Regions from separate parts of the Mus musculus genome. Here region 1 is linked to region 2. The links are chromatin contacts, called in public Hi-C maps. All regions are on one chromosome and are shown on one strand. Each heading gives the region's core, a stretch centred on a gene start, on an enhancer-like site or on the middle of the called end of the contact. The rest is flanking DNA. Distances are from core to core; before and after follow the strand shown. Region 1 has its middle 31 kb from the start of Mir184. Region 2 holds the start of Ankrd34c (ankyrin repeat domain 34C).

Region 1 (3,398 bases), core at 548-3,047, 33 kb before region 2:
TGTACTCATTCATGACCCACCAACTATCTCTTGGTTAGTTCGAGATTCGAGGCACTCAGCACCTAAAAGAATAAACTTACTTGCAAGTGGAAAACCACGAGTCTGGGCCCTGCTAGAGATGAAAGGAATGGAGAATGTGAGGAAGTTGCCAGTCACACTGTTAGGAGAAAGACACATGCATAGTCCAAGCCAAGCAGAGTTCAAAGTTACTAAGCCATTCCCTATGTTTGCCTGCTTTATTGCATTTAAAAACTCTTTATTTTTTAAAATATCCACTGAGGACCATAGGTAGATAGAAATATGGAAAATGTAATAATGAGAGGAAGTATGGGTATGTAATAGTATCAATCACCAAGCCAGGGGTTCAAGGAGGAAGCAGCCTTGCGCAGAATCTACACTTAGTTTTGGATGTGCTGTTTGTGTCTTGGGACCACTAAATAGAGGCATTCTCTCACAGAGGGAAAAAAATGTCTGAAAGTTAAGAAAGAAATATGGATAGTGTCATTCACCTTTTAAGAACAAGGCCAGGGACTGAGACAATGTAGTTAATAACAGCAGATGTGAGTGTCAGAGTTGGAAGCTGCAGTCCAGAGGTAACAAGAGGCTGCTTCTGATGGCTGAACCCGCTGGACCCATTCAGCAGGCTGCCAGTGTGCTCACACAGGGTCTGCCCCCGGGGAATCATCTAGAAAGTCTATCTTCTGTTCCATGACCCAGTTCTAGACAAAATGACAGTAAGTGTACCCATTTACCTCTCAGGATTATGAAGTCAGGAACTAATGTATGCACTGGGCTCATCATGCAAATATCCTTTGGCACAGGCATGGCGGGGGAGTGGGGTGGGGGATGGGGTGGGCTCACAGTTTGTTCCTTTTCTTTCCCTTCCCAGGATTCTGAAGTTGTTGGTAGCAAGGCATAGCCTCTATATTCTGCAGCTATCCAAAAACTTGTACATGATACCTCTTTTGTTTTGTTTGTTTCAAGACAGGGTTTTTCTGTGTAGTCCTGGTTGTCCTGGAACTCACTCTGTAGACCAGGCTGGCCTCAAACTCAGAAATTTGCCTGCCTCTGCCTCCCAAGTGCTGGGATGCTGGTGGCATGCGCCACCACTGCCCAGTTTATAATACCTTTTTAAAGCAGTCATCTTAGTGGTTAGACACGTCTCTAAACTGTTCTGGGTATAAGGACACCCAGCTTAGGCAGTTTTCTATATGGAGATCAGAAGAGGCAACACTGAAAGCGCACAGCACTGGGGCATGGGAGACAGACACCATGTGGCTTAGGATGAGTGTCTGTGTCTGAATTTCTGCTCAATGTGGATATGAACTTACCCAAGCCAGCAAGACCCAGTTCAGAAGGCTGTATGAGTCTAGTCAACAAAGACATCATAGTTTGTTAGTGCACGAGTCAGCAGTATTCAAATATACTCTGAAGCAAGGAGTCAAAAATCCTAAGGTTTACCCTCTTATTTATTCAGTCAAGAAACAGGTACTGAATAGCCTTAAAGGCTAGACTCTGTGGTGGCAGTGAGTAGAGCTGTGGTATGGAAACACACACTGGCAGGCCCCCTTCAGGGTCCAGTGGGAGGTGTTGGATTTCAACACTAGCTCCAGATGTAAGAGGTTCATGGAAGGAAGGAGAGGCTGGTCATCCCATGCCCCACACTTGTCTATGCCTACCTACCTTCATTGTATAGAAACTCCTGCTGCTAGGCCCTGAACATAAACACCCCACACAGAGCAGCCCCTCCAGGAAGGAAGCAGCCCTGCCCCTCAGCTCTTCAGACAGCAGAGCTTTCCCAGTGTCACTGTGCACTGACTCCTCAACTTGTGACTAAACTATTTTTAACTGACTGTCACCATGGCAGCATAAAAACCAGGGGGAACGATGTGGCCTTTCTGGCAGGATTCAGGATGCTGGCTGTCCTCTCTTCCCTTAATTCCCTATGCACTGGAGCCAAAACAATCCACCTTCTACTAGCAGGGACATGGATAAGACTTCTCAGTGAGCATCCTTGTTTGCAAAGTAAGGATTTTAATTAAAAAGAAAACCTCCCTTTAGAAGTCTGTCATGGGGCCCAATTAGATTATTTAAGGAAAGGAATGTGGCTCTCAATATTAATTTCTGTTACAGTCTTAAATTAAACCAGACCTCCCCACAACTGTCCTTCCCACTTCTTGCTTATAAGCCTCCCATGAGTGTTTTACAGATGCTTATAAAAATCTAGAAACATAGACAATACCATTTACCTTTTTAGATGTTGTTGGTGCCTGTTTTGACATTACTCACTTTTCTGGGTTTCCAGACTCTTGAGGATTCCATATTTTTTTCATCATATTCATCCTTCCTTAAGCTTTCAGACGCTCTCCCCATCCTATACCCATCCCTCTTGATGTCCACTTTACTTTTTAGCTATCAAAGTGTTACTTCACAACACCCCGGTTTACTACAGGGAGAAGGATGCTCCGGCTCAAGGGAAGAGTAAAGGGCCTAGGACACATGATCAAAAACTGTCTGAGATGTGCACTCTGTGAGGTCTGGCTCTCTTTCCTCTCTGATTGGCCCTCTGGAAGCAGGAAAGGACTCAGAGGTCAGGGTAGGAGAGATTTCCAGGAGAAATGCAGGTCAACTACTGGGAAGTGGTCACACCTTCATGTCAGGAGCTCTTTCTGCCTAGGTTCTCCCATGCCTACGAAGTGACAGTGCTATTCTGAGGATGTAGGTATATGAGGAATGTCATGAATCAGGATGTGAGAGATGCACAAAACATTCCTGAACTTTACAAAGTGCCTATTCTGGACCACGGAAACCACCCAGCACTCAGATTGTCGCAAAGGGCAAGAGGGAGGGAATGTCCTAACTCTTGGCTCTTATGTGTATCACCACAGCTCACCTTGTGTCAAACATTTTCCCAGGGGTGACCAGTGTTTGTTTCTCTTTCCTCATCCTCCTCCCCATCCACAGTGAACTTTGTTTGTCTTAGGCCAGGCCCAGCACTCAGTTCCCTTCCTGTGGGTCACTGTTCATGCCCAGTGGACTGTGTAGCTGTGTATGCATCACCTTCTACTCTTAGGGCATGGCCAGGCATTTCTTGTTTTTCAGGTTTTGTTTTTTATTTTTTGCCAAAAAAATTATATGCGGTCTGAATTAAAATAAAACTTGAAGAGCATTGGCATCTTATAGAATCTGGTAGCTACAAGCAGCTCATGGTGAACTCTCTAGCTAAACAAATACCATGGCCACTGAGGCCATAATAGGTGGTTGTGGATGAAACAGTTGAGCGTGGCCTAGACATGAGGACAGTGGGCTGTGCTGCCAGGGTGACAGCATACCTACCTTCATAAGAATGATGTCTTCTCAATGAGGACATGTCATGATAGAGAGGCAATGATGTCTTT
Region 2 (3,330 bases), core at 309-2,808:
GTTGGCAGAATCATCCTTTTAGGTTGGTATCACTCAATGAATGATCAGCTATCTCTAACAAGCACCATTTTATTCATAGGAGTGGAATAAACTACCCTTATGTAAATAAACAATTTGAATGCAGCAGTATGCTTGCACAAAAAGAACAGACTATGCAAGTAGAGTTTGCAGACCCTAGCCCTAACCCCTAACCCTACAGCAACACTGTCAAGTAGCATGCTAAATCAGGGGATGAAAAAATGGATTTTTCAGGGGTGATGTGGAATAATTGGCTTCTAACCTCTGCATTACTCCTTTGCACAAATATAATAGTTACAAACCATGAAAACATTTAGGGAAAGAAACACTGTTGAGATTCTGGGGTAGAAAGTCTCACTTAGCAAGATGGGAAATGTAGAAGTGACTATACTAACTTTTACTGGGATTAAGGGGACTCCATAAACAGAACTCAAGTCATTAAAAAATTATGGGGACTGAATGGAAACTTCCATGTGTAGTACTATGGCACTGCTGACTAATAAAAGCACAGTAGGAAATAATATCGATCCATTTAAAAGATCAGTAACATTGATAGCTATCTAGTAAGTTTGGTTTTAAAATAAGTAAAAGAGAAGTGATAGACAATTTCAACAGAAAGTATTAGGAAAGCAAAGAGGATTTTTTTGGAACAGTGTCAGAGACATACATACATACATACATACATACATACATACATACATACATAAAAATAGCAAGACAATACTTTGAAACTTTGTGCTGGAACGTTGAACATATAAATGAGATAATTTTCAAGAAATATAGAAATCACTAAAATTATGTCAAGAAGTAGGACATTTTGGGGTAGGGTAAATCAATGCTATGTGTGCATGAAATTTAGAAGAAAATTCAACTTACCTCTAGGAAGCTGACTAGTGGGGAAAGGAGTCTACAGGGCTCAGTGGAAGGAGGCACCCACTTGCTAAAACCGTACTCTGCTTTGAATAATATGCAGTAGCTATGAATTAATTTAGTTAAAAGATAACTAAAAATTGTTTAGTGTTGACTCCATGGGAAGTCATAGAAGTAGGAAGGAGGTGGGTTAAAGGTTGGAGTTGATGCAATCCAGAAGTAGCCATGTGGAGCCACCACACACACACACACACACACACACACACACACACACACACACACACACAATCAGATTCTCTCATTGTGGACTGTCATCCTGAGATCTCAAGTTTATCAAGGAAATCTGAAATAGGCAGAGCCATAGGAAAAGCAAAGCAGACACGAGTTTGAATCCCTACCGGTGACAAGACTTTGGAAAGGTCCGTTCAAATCTCCAGACCCCAAGGAATAGACTCTTCACTTGCGCAAATACACCAGGGGCTCAAAGGCTCCTGCCAAGTTGTTAAGCAAGTCTGATTTCAAGGAGAACTAGGGACAAGGGGGAGGGGCAGCGGCTCCTTTCCCCACAGGGGCAGGTAGGCACCTCCCCCACCCTCACTGCCCCCTCCTTTCAGCTTCCTCGCTCACACCCACCCACACAGCCCTCTCTGTTCCCGGCTGGAGAGCCTTTCTCGGGCGCCAGCGGGCAGCAGTGGAGCCAGCCAGCAGAAGCCAAGCTGCAGGACTGGGCTGCGCAGGAGCTCTGCAGCTAGAAGCTGCAGTCTAGGGAGCATCCTCACATTTCTTTAATACTTCTTTCTCTTATTAAATACTTCTTTCTCCTTGGCCACCACAAGTTGGAAGATCAGGGTGATTCGAATAATTGGCACAGAGGTTTCATTTGTGGCCCTTGAAGAAGTTCTGAGCAAGTCATTCAACGGCATCCACGAAGACAGGGCTAGTTCAGCTTCTGGCTCTGCTTCAGACAGGCAGAGCCCTCCTGGAGCCAACCTGAAGCCGCAGGAGGAGGTGCTGTGGAAGTGATGGCTCTGTCCAAGTCCTGGACCAAGGTAGCATCTCTGGGTAAGCAGGTAAGCCCCCCCCCCACGGGTTAAGTGCACCTCAAAGGCTTTCTGCTGGTCACCTAGGTGAGTCTAGAGTCTCCCCAGAAGTAAGTCTGCGTTTTCTAGCCAGGGCAGGAGGCGGGGCTGGTAGGAGAGAGCCTGTTTTTATCACAGGAAATTGTGGGAGACTGGAATGAAAGGATTTAATGTAAAATATATATATTTGCATTAACGCGTGGGGATGACATGCGTAGGAGCCAGGGACTTTTGTAGGAAATGGTTGCAGATTGGGGCAGGCTGTTGGGCGTCTGGGTTTTTATAGGAACTAAAACTGGAGCAAAGCCTTACGTTTTTTGCATAAACCTGTGGGGAGTGGGCAAAGACAAGGTGTGATTCTGAAAATGTGCACAAAATTGTAAAGTGTATGTGTCTGAGAATTTCTGAGAAATGATGGGAGGAGCATTTACGGCTCTGACTTCAATTGACTCCGCCACCCCACCCCCACCCATAATCAGTCCTCAGGAAGGGACCCAAAGACACTGATAGCAATGGATTCCCATACACCAGGCGCAGCCACACCCCGGGTTTCAGCACTTCGGACAGAGCCCTTTCCCACCTCCACCCCTGCAGCTTTAAGCCAGAGGCGCTGTTTAGTTCCTCCGCAGTTACCTCTGCATGGTGGGCGGTGACTCCCTGGGTTTGGCAAAACGGGGCTCTTGAACCGAAAAGACGAATATTTGTGAAGTTCAGTTTTTAATCGGCTTCTAACTGCTTCCTGTGACTACAGAAGGAAGGGGCGGAGTGCAAAGGTATCTTTCCAAGGTTCCGCGAATGCTGCAGCTAAACGAAGTGGCCTCCTCTGTTTGGGAGGGTGTATCCAAACTTTCCAAAGTACTTATCTTTTATAAGTCGCTTACCGCATGCCAACACCCGGTGCCAAATGCTCTATATAGATTGTATAATTTTATATACCATAATAGTTCCATTTCTATGCTATTTTTATTCCCATTTTTCAGTCGAGAAATGAAGCAAGAGTGACTAAGAGGCTTGTCCAAGTTTATACAAACAGGGACTGTTACAGCAGACTGAATCTTAAACTCCACCCCAGCCTGCACAAGTGGAACCATAAGCCTGAGCTAAGTCCCTTTGTGCAACAGCTCTGAAGTGGGGGTTAGCGTGGACAGAATGAGATCAGACTTGTAGTGCTGTGTCTTTGGACAAAGTTACTGAATATGTTTTAATTAAGGACCAGTGTTTGGGACTGCAGCTCAGTTGGTAGGATGTTTGCCCAGCATGCTGAAAACCCTGTGTAAGACTCTCAGAATCTGTAAAACCAGGCATGGAGCCTGCATGACTGCAATCTAATACTCTGAAGGGGAAGGCAGGAGGACCAGAAGTT

What was found. A called contact is a pair of places that touch in the nucleus more often than the background predicts.
Region 1: a Hi-C map of cortical neurons shows a contact between it and region 2, with 1.6 times the contacts expected there. The contact joins the enhancer-like site here to the promoter of Ankrd34c in region 2. A contact is called at or near these places in 3 of 39 promoter capture datasets (the 3T3-L1 cell line, 3T3-L1-derived adipocytes and macrophages), 2 of 484 Hi-C or Micro-C datasets (cortical neurons and nephron progenitors), 1 of 115 datasets of contacts at active chromatin or transcription factors (stem cell-derived neural progenitor cells) and 3 of 9 other capture datasets (adipose tissue, liver and pancreatic islet).

Annotation. Positions count from the first base shown.
Region 1 is chr9:89,769,795-89,773,192 of GRCm38.p6, reverse strand. No RefSeq gene overlaps it. Among named protein-coding and RNA genes, the nearest start is that of Mir184, 31 kb to the left of the region's middle. Within about 2 kb of position 1,797, at least 29 of the 459 cell types and tissues checked have an H3K27ac peak or open chromatin away from gene starts, as enhancers often do. A contact at or near this core is called in cortical neurons, where this site is marked.
Region 2 is chr9:89,736,703-89,740,032 of GRCm38.p6, reverse strand. Ankrd34c (ankyrin repeat domain 34C) reads left to right here and starts at 1,558. Exons shown (of 2, transcript NM_207260.2): 1 at 1,558-1,950.